Regions from separate parts of the Mus musculus genome. Here all the other regions are linked to region 1. A link is a contact called in public promoter capture Hi-C data. All regions are on one chromosome and are shown on one strand. The core of a region is the stretch at or near the end of the contact, and the rest is flanking DNA. Distances in the headings are between cores, read along the strand shown.

What was found. Promoter capture Hi-C pulls out the DNA fragments that hold promoters and counts their contacts.
Region 2: a contact with region 1 is called in a promoter capture Hi-C map of pre-B cells. The contact joins the promoter of Prrc2c here to the promoter of Tada1 in region 1. A contact is called at or near these places in 2 of 39 promoter capture datasets (liver and pre-B cells) and 1 of 484 Hi-C or Micro-C datasets (CD4 T cells).
Region 3: a contact with region 1 is called in a promoter capture Hi-C map of pre-B cells, with 4 times the contacts expected there. The contact joins the promoter of Nuf2 here to the promoter of Tada1 in region 1. A contact is called at or near these places in 2 of 39 promoter capture datasets (liver and pre-B cells).
Region 4: a promoter capture Hi-C map of pre-B cells shows a contact between it and region 1. The contact joins the promoter of Vamp4 here to the promoter of Tada1 in region 1. A contact is called at or near these places in 2 of 39 promoter capture datasets (cranial neural crest and pre-B cells).

What each region holds. Positions count from the first base shown.
Region 1 is chr1:166,377,546-166,380,785 of GRCm38.p6, reverse strand. Tada1 (transcriptional adaptor 1) reads right to left here and starts at 1,619. Exons shown (of 8, transcript NM_030245.3): 1 at 1,310-1,619. The coding sequence starts at 1,383.
Region 2 is chr1:162,738,428-162,741,969 of GRCm38.p6, reverse strand. Prrc2c (proline-rich coiled-coil 2C) reads left to right here and starts at 1,414. Exons shown (of 35, transcript NM_001081290.1): 1 at 1,414-1,645.
Region 3 is chr1:169,529,603-169,532,926 of GRCm38.p6, reverse strand. Nuf2 (NUF2, NDC80 kinetochore complex component) reads left to right here and starts at 1,463. Exons shown (of 15, transcript NM_001355159.1): 1 at 1,463-1,605. It overlaps Gm34624 (a long non-coding RNA gene), which reads right to left and starts at 1,350. Exons shown (of 3, transcript XR_373698.2): 1 at 830-1,350.
Region 4 is chr1:162,569,100-162,572,520 of GRCm38.p6, reverse strand. It overlaps Vamp4 (vesicle-associated membrane protein 4), which reads right to left and starts at 2,006. Exons shown (of 8, transcript NM_001356527.1): 1 at 1,741-2,006.

The DNA.
Region 1 (3,240 bases), core at 370-2,869:
CAAACTGAAAACATCACAAACGTAAAAAACGCAAAAGAGTCCCTCACCCCACTCAGCTTGCAGCCTCTTACCAGCTAACATCGAAAATTCCAACACAACTAACAATCTCTGTCTAAGGCCTCCCTCCTTCTCGCTTCCAGGCTGTAAAACCGCAGTTGTCTGGTCATCTGGACAGAGAAACCCCTTGTGCAACTTTAATGTCGCCTGGTTTTACTCTACCAGACTTTATAAGCTTGTCCACCTCATCAGCAAAAAGAGAAAAAAGAAAAAGAAACTTGTACAAAATTCTTGGGTGTAACAAGACAGCTGCCAAAACGCACAACTTGTGACTCTCCATTGAGAAGTCCACATCTGGGTATGTCTTATTTCCCTGGGCATCTCTTTTTAATTCCGGTGCTTAAAAATCTACAAATAATAATACTTATTATTTATTTATTTATTTATTTATTTAAAGCCTTTTAAAGAGGGGTTCCGACGAGGAGCTTGCACCTAAGCTTTTCTGACGGCCTTTCTATTAACACCACCTCTGCTTCACGGGCTGCTCTTGTCAATCATTTCAACTTCAGTGCCAGGAAATACGGGTTTGCCAGAATTGAAGTTCCCCCAAAAGATCGAGGCTCCTCCTCCGGCTGCCGCAGGCTACTGCTTATAGAGCTGTCACTCTGCCCCAGTCCCTGCTGACAGCCCGGCGGTGTGGGGAACGGGAGGACTTTCCAAGTAACCCCTGAAAAGCATCACACGGCGGGAACCAGAAGCCTCAGTCCCATCCTTGGGCAGTGACTTTGGGGGAATAAGTAATCTCTGTCTCTCGAGTACGAACTGTGCCGATCTCAGGTCTGAGGATTGGCTGGCCCGTGTGGAACACTGGGAAAGGCGTCCTACGGCCGGCTAGGCAGCCGCCCCCTTGGATGCTGTGGTTGTAAGGTGGGTGACCGACCGACTTCACTTGGGGTCTCTGTGCCTTCCGAACCCGCTTTCACAGCTCTTCTAGCTGGCCCCTGAGCAACGCGGGCCTCCGCCTCCGGGAAGCCCTCCGGGCCCCCCCACCCCGCCCCGGCGCGCCCCCCGCTCTACCGACTCCGGGGCGCCTAGGGCGCTGCTCCCGCCCCCACGCGGGTATCACCGGTGTCGGGACGCCCAGGAGAAAGTCCTCCAGCGCCTCGAGTCCCGGCGGAGCCCGCACGGGAGCCGTGGCGGCCGCGAGACGCCTACGGCCTCCGGGAGGTGAAGAGAGTCCAGGGACTACGGCAGCCCCGAGCTTGGGGCACACCCACGGACAGGCCCGGAGGCTGGTCCCCGCGGCTCTTACTGTTTCACGTTGTCCCCCAGCGCCTCGCTCAAGTTCTTCTTGGCTGCCTCCAGCTCGCTCACAAAGGTCGCCATTGCAGCGCGCGTCTTTCAGCCCGACCGTAGACCGCGCGGCCCACGGCCACCAGCAACCGAAAGATCAACGCGGCGGAAGGCCTGCGCGCCGGACGCTGGAGGCTCGACTCGACTCGATTCCACTCGGCTCGGCTCGGCTCGGTTCGGCTCGGCTCGGCTCGGTTCGGCTCGGCTCGGCTCGGCTCGGCTCCGCTCGGCTCGGCTCGGCTCCGCTCGGCTCGGCTCGGCTCGGCTCTGCTCGGCGGCCCCGCCCCCATCCGCTAGGGAGACGTTGCGTGGGTTTGGTTCTTGGCCCCGCCGTCTCGCAGTTGGGAAAGCACCCAGCCAAACTCCCTTCGCCAACTCCCGCCTCTTGGCTCACGTGACCCGCTTCCCCTGGTGGGCGCGTGCCCAACCTACGCCCGCCTGCCCGCCCGCGGCGGCCCCCGGGGCGCGAACTTGACCGCCCCGCCCGCCCTCCGGCCAGGCCCCGCCCTGACTGCAGGTCAGCTCTTCCCAGAAGGAAGAGCTCAGGTCCCCGAGTGCATGCAATATCTAATTTATCCTCTTGTCCTCATTTTTTTGCCAAGTGCTCACCACCTATTGTGACATTTAGTTGGTCGATCTCGTTTTCTGCCTCCTGCAACTAAAACGAGAGCTGCCTGAAGGCAGGATTTATGTTACTCAAGTTCTGAACATTCACTATTGACAGATCAAATAAAAATAATTCCCAAGCAGGACTACCAAAGGTCCTAGGGGAGGTAACAGGAGGAGTCTCAGCAGCTAGTTAGCCTGACCCACAGAGGAAAAGACGCAAAGAACCTCGTTTCAAGTCAAGGTCAAGTGGAAGGACCCACAAGCTAGCTTGTCCTCTCTCAAATTCCAAATTCACACTCGAATATGCACATATATACTACACTAGGAAGCCATAGCTGTGTTCAGCTTAAAACTTTTTAAAGCCTACTTTTAAAGTCTCTCTCTCTCTCTCTCTCTCTCTCTCTCTCTCTCTCTCTCTCTCTCTCTCTCTCGTTTTGACAGAGTGGCCTCTTAACTCACATAGATCCAACTGCCTCTAGTGCTGGCTGGGACTAAAGGCATGGGTCACCATGCCCAGCTTGTTTGTTCTTGAAATAGGGTCTCTCTTTGTAGCCCTGGCTATCTGACACCAGGCTATTATTTTGCCTTAATGTTCATGTTTGTTTGTTTGTTTTTTGAGACAGGGTTTCTCTGTATAGCCCTGGCTGTCCTGGAACTCACTTTGTAGAACAGGCTGGCCTTGAACTCAGAAATCCACCTGTCTCTGCCTCCCAAGTGCTGGGATTAAAGGCATGTGCCACCACTGCCCGGCTAATGTTCATACTTTTAATGACAGCATAATTTTTTAAAGATTTTGTTTTTAGGTAGATGTCGTTGTGAGTGAATTTACAGGTGGTTGTGAGCAGCGGGCCCTGTTAAATACTGCACAGATAAGATGCATACAATGACTTCTTTCCTGTCTATTAAACTGGGGTTTTCTCCTGTATTAAAAGAAATATTTTAACAAGCATCTTTATGCAGATTCTCCTCATTTGTAATTATTACTTTAGGACAGAATCCTGTAAGAGAATCATGGGATCGGGTGGCAGGAATCGTTATGAATGTCTCGTCCCTGTGGTCAAGCGCCTCCCAGTTTTTAAAATAATCCTCCCTATATTCAAAAGGAAGCCCCAGTTTAAACCCAGCAGCCTTCCGGGTGCTTGCAGAAGTGGTCAGGCTGCTCACTTTTCATCACGTGCATTTAACGGCCTCTGCTGCACACCTGATACCCAGTCCCTTCCAGTAGGGTGGGTGACTGGGGGCGGATAATATTACTCTTAAATATTGCCCACTTTCTGCAAT
Region 2 (3,542 bases), core at 165-2,664, 3.6 Mb after region 1:
AGATGTCAGCATATTTGATTGTTGGAGGGATCCTGCATTGCTCAAGAAAGATACTTCAAGTCCAGGATACAGAAGACTGGTTCTAATGGATTGTGGGAAAATAACCAAGGTGTTTTCTTGGTGAAAAGACAGGCCTCTCTCTGTCCTGTTCTATCAATCAGCAAATTATGTCTCATTTTGGAAGGTCTCTGAAGGGGCTAAGGGTTATAGTTCAGTTGGATTAGCACTTGCCTAACATGTTGAAGGCAAGCCCCAGATTCGAGCCCCAGAAATGCAAAGCAAACAAAATCTAAAACAAATGATCACAAATGTCAATTGGGGAAGAAGTTACTTGTGGTTACTGCGCTATTATTTTATGGTTGTTCTAACGTTGTGGTATCACCCCATGAATACATGCCAGTTGCAAGCGGAGGAGTTTACTCAGACCAGGACAAGAATCTTTGGATTTATTATACACTATAGATATCTCATAAAGTAGAGAAATATCACATACTCGTGGATTACCTTCTTTCCGTTGGGGAAAGGAAGACCAAACCTAGAGACTTGCATATATGTGACAAGATACTACGCGGCACTGAGGTACATGCTCAGCCCCCAGGTAGAATATTATCATTTTCCTTCCTCACTTCGGGTACTGCCTTGTCTCTACTATACACTTACCTAGTAAACATCTGCATGAATGACTCTTTTTTTTTTTTTTTTTTTTTTTTTGGCTTTCGAGACAGGGTTTCTCTGTATAGCCATGGCTGTCCTGGAACTCACTTTGTAGACCAGGCTGGCCTTGAACTCAGAAATCCACCTGCCTCTGCCTCCCAAGTGCTGGGATTAAAGGCGTACACCACCACGGCCCGGCCTGCATGAGTGACTCTTAACTGTTAGTTTTCTCTGTTAGGTAGTTGTTCCAAGAGGTAAACATTGCCAGAGGAGTCAGAAATAAACAGTGCCTTATTTTACACCAAAATTACAAATGCCGAAGGTGGCCTCAGCAAAGCACGCCAGTCGCTTTTGTCCCTAACACTTGGATTATTTTTTTCACTCCGAGGTAACTTCGGTCTTCTCAAATTGCCACCACACCATGGCCCCTCACTTTGCCCCCCCCCCCCCCCTAAGAACATTCGGTCAAAGCGCAGGTTGTAAACGTTTATGTTCCTCCATCAGTTGTTGTCAATGCACGGAGACAAACCAAGTCGTGATTCCTCACGGAGGGCTCAAGGTTTTTGGAATCTTCCCAGGTGGAAAAGCTTTGTCTCCGAAATGGCTCTGCTTGACGAACTCCCTCCTTCCAGTAGGAGGTAGCGTTGCCCTCCGCCGCAGTCGAGAAGCGGCGGAGGCTGTCACGTGACCCCGCAGCCTCAACCCCTCCACCCCCCCCGGGGCGGTCTTGCGGAGATTTGCCTTACGTACGCAACGTCATGACGTAGCACGTAGGGGCTGGCTAGCCGCCATCTTGCTTCTTTTTCTCGCTCGCTCTCACCCTCTCAGGAGGTAGCGAAAGTGCTTTGGCGGTTTGTACGGCGGTGGCTCGGGCTTTCGGGACCGAGCGGCCCTGCGGACGGTCTCTCGAGGCAATCTCCCCTCCCCTGACCCTGATCCGTCCGGGGCGAGCCCCTTGGAAGCGCGCAGACTTGGTTCTCAACCCTGGCGGGTAAGGAGAGCGAGGGCGTCCGGACCGTGAAGAGGCCCGATGGAGGAGGGAGGGAAGGCACGGGCGCTGGAGCCAGGCCTGGGGGCCCGCGGCGTCTCTCCCTGGGCTCCCGGCGTCGTGCTGTCCGCGGAGATCCGGAGCAGGGCTCGTCGCCCATGTGCGCGGCGTGTGCTGCGGCGGGGCGGCCCTGCGATGGCCGAGGGAGCCTCCGCCCGCGCGGGGCCTGCGCGCGCCGTTTTTCCACGGCGTGGAGGACGGTGCCCGTGGCGGCTCCGAGCGCTCTTAGTGCCTGCGGATGCTCCTGTGGTGATGGCTGGCGTTTGCAGCCAGCGGTGTGTAGTCCAGGGCGGTCGTAGAGGCTCTACCAGGACCCAGGACCAACGAACCCCACTTCCGCTGGGGACAAGCTGAACAACTTCTTGGAGGATTTGAGTAGTCTTTTCCTCCCTCTAGGCCGCTCCAGCCCGGCATTTGTGGGAATACGGCTCGGCTGCTGCCTGATTTTCAGAGAGAGCGTTTAGTATTACTGGTTGCTAGAGTAGAGACCCTAGTTAAGACCGAAGAAAAATAGCATGGGAGCCAGTGAGGACTCTTGCTTGATTTTGCATATAAGGACCGCTCTGATCTCTTTAAAGGGGATGTATATTTGTTTGAAGTGTGTTCAAGATCTTTGGGGTGGGGGGATCCAACTTGCCTAGTAATTCCTGACTCTTAAAACTACCCGGATTTCCGCATTGGCTGGTCTTCAACCTCGGTTCATAAATTCATACCCCAGCAGGATACTTAGAATTGTACAGTAGGCGGCCCTCCTGTTAGGGTTTCTCTTTGGGAATGCACCAGAAGAATCGGAAGATGCTTGCTTCATCGAGTGCTCAGGAGTCAATTCCCGCTAATAGACGTTACAGAGAGGGTGGTATGAAGCGGCCACCACGTCTGACCTCTAGCATTTTTTAAAAGTAGATTTAAGCTTCCATGTTGGTCATTAAGATGCTGCTTTGGCTGGAGCCATTTTTAGGTGTGTGTCACAGATGCACTGCAGCATCTTTTCTGGCTGGCTCCAAATGCATTGATTCTCCAAAAATTAGAAATAGATTGAGTTTGCATATAGAAAAGAAGTTTTTATATGATTTTTCTGGGATGAATTTGTCATAATAAGCTTTTGGGTTTTTTTGGGGGGGGTGTCTGTAGGTGTGTGTGAAGAACATAGAATGCTGGCTGATCTCTCATTACTTAACCTCTAACTGTATGCTCTCAAGACCTTTATATACATTATCCTTTTTGATCCTAGTCTTTGAGGAAGGAGCTCTTATACTTGGTTTACAGATGAGGACAAGATATTTGAGAGATCGAAGTAATTTGATCAAGGTCACAAATTTGTAGTGGTGCTGTAGTCAAAGCCATACTTTCTAAACCCAGAGGGGATGCTCTGAACTATCAAAGTGTTCATTTGGTCTTGTACATTTATAATTGTTGCTAAAATAAGGCACATTTTTAACTGGTACTTTTTCTTTAGCTTGCTTGGGTGTTTGAACATTGTTACATGTGAAGGTTAAAATGCTGCCAGATGTAAACGTAGTGTCTGTTTGGTGTCATAGGAAGACTAGGGGAAGACAGAAATGGGCTTGAGGCCAGCCTAGGCTGCGTAGTGAGAGCTTGTGAATGTTCAGTTTTGTTTTGTTTTTGAGAAGTGATTGTGAGCCCATCCCTTCATTATAAACTAAAGATGATATCAGTACCTCTCAGGCTTGCTGTAGAATTTAAGACTGAGTAATGCTCTTGTTACTGTGGTTAGTGCATAGTAAGTAAAAGGACAGCTAAAGATGAAGGGAAAGCAGGAGAGTCCTGGAAGAAGAAACTAGTGTTCAAGCAGTAAAATCTGTTCTCAGAATAGCCTAAG
Region 3 (3,324 bases), core at 214-2,713, 3.2 Mb before region 1:
ATACTGTTAACACCACGGGCTCTCATAAAGTCAACACTGGAAATTTACTAGAACATAAAATTTGAATTAATAAAAACACTGAGCAAGTATTTTCATGATATTAAATATGTTTGACTGATGATTCAGAATGGTGTTTATATAAACTACATTAAAATAATATAACTTCATGTACACGTTGAGGAAAGTATTTTAAGGGGTTAAAGCACAATGCCAGGTCTGTGGTTCCTTGTATTTATTTAGAGTTCACCACAAACAGCGAATGTTAGGTATTTTACAGTTTCAGACTAGTACTGCATAAAGTATTTCAAATGTATAGCTCAATTTCCAAAATCTTTCCTAAAGATGAACGTGACTGAAGAGGCAAACAGATTAACAAGAATGATTAGAGAGAAATAAAATGCAGACAACTACTTGAATTCAATGCTATTTTTCTTCTTAAGCCAGGACTGTAAACATGTACTTTAAAGCCCATAAATTTAGAAAAAAAAAATTTTTAATCCAGAACATTGTGTCCGATGTTTATCTCTGTAGTTTTGATTACTGGAAAGAAATGGAATGAAATTCTCAGTAATGTTAAAATCAATGCAGCAGCGCCGCCCAGTGAATAAACCGGATATAAAGCTACGTTGCCAGAATTCTCCATGTTAAATTGTACTGTATTTTCAGTGTAGCCATGTTCCATCTACTTATATGAAACTATGTTCTATAATATTGGCTCAAGAATATAACAATTAAAATCTTACCTATTTATTAAAAAAATCAAGTAGTAAAGGTACTCAAAGGATATTAAAACACCCGTGAATAGAGAGTTCTGTATATTCTTTGTTACCTGTAATGTCAGTAAGCCACAGAAATGGCTCACCGATGAGATGAACTAGTGGTTTTGCTCATGTTTGGCAAGTGTAGAATCATATTCCAGTACGTTTATGCTTCTAGATTTATTATCCTATATTGAGTCCTCAAAGTGAGTAAATTAAAGATTTAAATTGGACGTCCTTAACAATGTCTATCCATCCATTCGCTGCCCCGCCCTCAAGCTTTCATGGACCTAAGGAGAAATGATGTGTACAAATATCCAGTGAGGTCAAAATTTGACCCCATCAATGCTTATCAAACAGTAAGACTGTTACTACTACTCCTGGATTCTCTATAATGCCTTTGATTAATTTGGGAACAACACATCCTCTATTGCCTGTTACTCTCTGAGCCTAAGAGAAGGGGCTAGAAACCGTCTGTCTGCCTGCTCGCTATCAGGTACGCTGAAGGCAAAGTTCCAGTCTGGGACAACCCGGTAAACACATCCCGGAACTCCTCCCCCTAACTGCTGCGCTTCCTGGTCTGGCGGAATCGCGGTTCCGGCTAGAAACTATAACCCTGAAGAATGATTCCGCTGATCTGGAGCCTGGCTCGCTGCGCAACTCGTCAAGTCCCACCCACCGTGGGTCTTCTGAGCCTTCTCGGCATCCGTCGCGAAGGAAGCGCGCTGTGCGGAAAGGGGCCGGCCTCACAAAAAAAGGCGGCCGGTTTGAAAAATGACAACGGTCAGCGGCTTTCGGTTGGACGCTCGGTTTTTAACTGTTTTTCCGTGAGCTGCTAGGCCTCCAGGTGAGTTTGAGCGGGTGAGCGTTGGAGGGCCGGGTGCAAGGCCAAGGATCGGGGCATCTGGGTTTACTAACTTGTGTGTTGATTTGACAGGCTCATCTATCCCAGGTTGGTCTCGAACCCCTATATTCCTGAGACTAGCCTTTTTTTATTTATTTATTTAACTTTATTTGTAATTCAATTTTTTTACACTTCATATTCCATTCCCCGCCCCTCCCCATCCACCCTCCGACTGATCCACATCCCAAACTCCTCCCCTCCCCACCCTGTCTCCACATGGATGCCCCCACCCCACCTGATCTCTAAACTCCCTGGGGCCTCCACTCTCTTGAGGGTTAGGTGTATCATCTCTGAATGAACACAGACCCGGCAGTCCTCTATGTGTGTTGGGGGCCTCATATCTGCTGGTGTATGCTGTCTGTTTGGTGGTCCAGTGTTTGAGAGATCTCAGGGATCCAGATTAATTGAGATTGCTAGTCCCCTTACAGGATCGTCCTCCTCAGCTTCTTTCAGCCATCCCTAATTCAACAACAGGGATCAGCTGCTTCTGTCCATTGGTTGGGTGCAAATATCTGCATCTGACTCTTTCAGCTGCTTGTTGGGTCTTTCGGAGGGCAGTCATGTTAGATCCCTTTTTGTGAGCGCTTCATAGCCTCAGTAGTAGTGTCAGGCCTTGGGACTGCCCCTTGAGCTGGATCCCACTTTGGGCCTGTCACTGGACCTTCTTTTTCACAGGCTCCTCTCCATTTCCATCCCTGGAATTCTTTCAGAGAGAAACAATTATGGGTCAGAGGTGTGACAGTGGGATGGCAACCCCATCCCTCACTTGATGTCCTGTCTTTCTGCTGGAGGTGGGCTCTATAAGTTCCCTCTCCCTACTGCCGGGCATTTCATCAAAGGTCCCTTCCTATGAGTCCTGGGAGTCTCTCACCTCCCATCTCTCAAGTGCTGACTTTACGGGCATGAGCCACAAGAATGGCGTCAGTGTGACTTGTTTGAATGCTTGCCAATTTTTTATGTATCTCCATTGCGCCACCATCTCTGGATTAAACCAAGAACCATTTATCAAAAGGCGAAAATATCATAATCCAAAAGTCAGGGAGCTGAATGTACCTGGATCTACGTGGGTGTAACACAAAGCCTTCCCCGTATTTTCCAGGAATGCTTTATCTAGTTCCTCAGAATTGGGAGTTGCTTGCTTAAGTTTGCATTGCAAAGCCAGTTGTATATAATGTAAGTTATGTTGTGCTTAGCACTGAAGTGTTACATATAACGGAGAAATGGGAGCTCCTAGAGGTAATTGTCCTATTTGAACTAAAATGTCAGAGAGCTGTTTTACTGTATATAAAGTATATAGTATCTTTATAGTTAGATGGCCTCTTTCTCTGTATACGCAACACACACACACACACACACACACACAGGAGTTGGAACTGAAATTGCACTATTAAAATGAACACAATTTGCTTCTGAGAAGAGAGCATTATTACTTCTAAGTGCAGTTGTGAGCCTCTGGGTAGCTTTACGTTGGGAAATTGATCCTCAGAAATTCTCAGGCAGGTGTAACACAACATTGGACACTTAGGAGAAGACTTGGAAGGCATTAACTTGGACCAGAAAGAGCATGAGATTATTAAAGGCTTTGGCAACTTCAGTGGGAAAGGCTGGGATTTGTGTGGTAGGTAAGCCCTTTGTACGTTTGTAAGGGTTTGATGGTTTATA
Region 4 (3,421 bases), core at 757-3,256, 3.8 Mb after region 1:
ATTCTTGACACTTCTTTCAAGTAAGCATTAAGAAAATTTACTAAGATAACTGTGTTATGTCACACCACTCAAACAGACCAATAAGTGGCTATGCACTATCAGTTTTAATATTTAGTCATTTAGTTGCCATCGTGTTCTAGAACTCTGTTTTAGAAAGGTATCCTTTCTTATAACAACCTATCTTCTATAAAAAACAAACAAACATATTTAAATAATTTAGATATCAGTTTATTGATGGTAAGGCACTAAGAGAAGCCCGAATCAAAGTAATATCATTGAAGTCAGCTTCCTGTTGTTTTTAAACTAACAACTTCACTTATAACATAGCTGCTATCCATCCATGCATGAGTCACAGCCCTGGGGGTCTTTATTCCACATTACTTCCGTTAGAATCATCTGGCCCATTTTATTCCTTACATCTTAATCTCAGAATAAATTTCATGCAGAAATATTACAGAATGCACCGGGAAAAAGTTGATAAGGCAAGAACTGGAGAAAATGAGATTTAAACTGTATCTGGACGATATATTTATATCCTTGACAGCCCAAAAGAAACAACTGGCTGATAACAGATATTGATCTTAGCTAACAGCAAAAGCTGATCTTAGCCAACAGGAGAGAGGGATCAAGCAAATTCACAAAATGTCTTTACACGGTATGACACTAAAACGTAATGAGGAGTAAACCTCTTATTCAAGTTCTAAAATCCAAGCTATCAGTTTGAGGAAGGAAGCAAACTCAGGCTAGACAAATAAACAAACCACCAGCAAATCAGCAGATAGATAAACGAGCTACCCTGGAACTACCCGCAACTAATGATATTTACAGATTAAAAATAAGTAGCGTAAATAAACTGTACTCAGAAATCAGAGTTGACTCCATTCTGCCTACAGTTCCTCCTACCAAAAATATTCTTGTCGTTAACGTGTCTACGTAGTAAGAGTCATCGTGATGTCTTTCCACGTCGTGGATGGAACACCACACGGTTCACTGAAGTGTCAACATCGCACGACTCTTACGTGTACTTCCCCGCTTGCTCAAATCTCTCGTATGCATCTTCTGTAGTACGTTCTCTATTCCGTGGCTTTACATGTAACGCACTTCTAACCTGTTGTTTAATCTACACTGGCTTTTTACCTCGACAAAACAAGCTCTATTTCATTTCGCTAAAAAAGCTCGAATCTGGCTGGGCACGGCTTTCCTTTGCTCAGCCTCCATCCCCCTCGCCAGTTCTTCCTCATTTCTCATCTGCAGTCTCGGCTGGTAACAGTTCCACGCAAATCGTGACTGGAAATCTTACTCGCAAAACCTGTTACGTGTAAGGATTCACCTCCACCCCCGGGTCATTCTAAGCACAGCGGGGATGCGCGCTTTCTCCGAACCCCCGAGGAAGGACCTCAGGCGAGCCTCTCTGGCCAATTCCTCGGCTCCCTTCGCCGCCGCCACCCCAGGCCACGCACCCCGACATCTGCTCGGAACTCTGGCCCCCGACTCCCCGTACAGGTGCCCCCTCGGGAACAGCTCTCCCCCTGGAGGGCAACTCGATCTCAAAGCTCCTCGGCCGCCCCAGCCCCTCCCCAGTCCTCGCGCCCCTTCCTCAGGACACCCCGGGCCCCCGGCCTTCCCCACTCGCGACCCGACCCTCGCGCAGGCCGGTTCCCAGCCCCAGCGGACGTTGGGGGCGGTAGGCAGGGGCGTCGCCTGGCTTCCTGCCTGCTCAGGCGCGCCGGGGCGGGATACCTGCGGTCTCCGATGGGCTCCCGGCAGCAGTCCCTGCTGGCAGCGCAGGGCAGGCGGGGGAGGGAGCGGGAAGCGGAGGAAGAAGGGTGGGAGGGGGAAGGCCGAAGGCGCAGAGCCGCCACCGCTCCGCTCTGCTGCAGCGCCCCCGCTCATCGAGCGACTCGGCGCTCCGCCGCCTGGCGCTGGGCAGAGGGGGCGGGCTCAGGCGAGGGAGATCGAGCCGCTCGGTACTCCGAGTCCTGGAGAGGGCGCAAGGGGGCAGGCTCAGGCAACGGAGATCGAGCGTCTCGGCGCTCCGGGTCTTGTCTTCTGGCGGAGGGGACATGTTCAGGCAATGGAGACCCTGAGCGGGTCGATCGCTTCCGTCTTTCTTGAACCCGGGAGAATCCCCCGGGGTTGTGACGTTCAGATCCGATGGAGGAGCACGTGGGTTGTACATGGGATGAGTAGGGAACGCTGAGAAGTCTTTCAACTGGAGCTGAAAGGGTGACTAGGATGTAGGTCCCGTAGAAGATGCTACTTTGCGGGCTGTCTGAGGGACCTGAGTAAAAGGGGCCGCATGTGATAAAATATCTGTCTGATACCATTTACAAAATTGCTGAGGGTTACTCAGTTTCATTCCTTTTGCTTGTAGCCTAAATGGCAGGATCCAAACATAGGGATTCAGGCGGGAAACCACCCTTACATTGCCATTCTGCCAATAATTCATCTCCTTTACAGTCTCTGCTTGACATATTTATTTAAAGAAGTCTGGCGTTGATAGACTTAGTCCAAAACTGTAGAAATGTGTATTTCTTTTCTTTTTTTTTTTAATTTATCCTCCTCCAAGTCTTTTAAGCTTAATGGTTATTAGTCCTTTGTTAAGAGTTTTTAAACTGTGGGGAAATATATTGCCAGTTATTTGATAGACACAAAAATAAGAAAAGATGCTCAGGGACAAGAAAACAAACCGGAGGAGGAAAATTCCAGGAGAAAGCCCTCTTTCACCCGATCTTTAGTTAGGGTTGCTGTTGGGCTCACTGGTTGAGAGTTTTCTCCTCACAACTTGGCTGACTTGGACTGAAATGGCCTGCCCAGATAGAAGGTATCTTAGTCTGTGTCTCTGGCAGGGCATGGTAGTGAGATTATCACGGAGTCACTAGACAGCCCAGAGGTGGTCTTTTGTTTGTTTGTTTCTATTTATTTAATGTTTTTAAAAGATTTATTATGTGTATGGGTGTTTTTGGCTGCATGCATATATGTGCATACACTACTATGTGTATGCCTGATGCTCTTAAAGATCAGATGAGGACTTCAAATCCCCTGGGACTGGAGTTACAGGCTGTTGCAAGCTGCCATGTGGGTGCTAGGAATTGAACCTGGGTCGTTAACAAGAAGGATAAGTGCCTTTTCTCACTGAGCCGTCTCTCCAGCCCCTTCAGTTGATGATTTTATCCGTATATTTGCTTACTATGCCGAACTTCCTTGCCTTGTTTCCTTAGCTAGTTAATGTCCTTGTCTGTTAACAGCATAAGGAAATACGATAGTAGAGCTACAATGGACATGTCATTCATACATGCCTTATTATTCTTATGAGTAATCTGTTATTTTTCTTTGTATTTAGTCATAATGCCTTAATTTGGCTACTTATTTTGATTGCTTTTGGGCCAGGAACATATGCCCCCACTCTTCTTTAGTAATG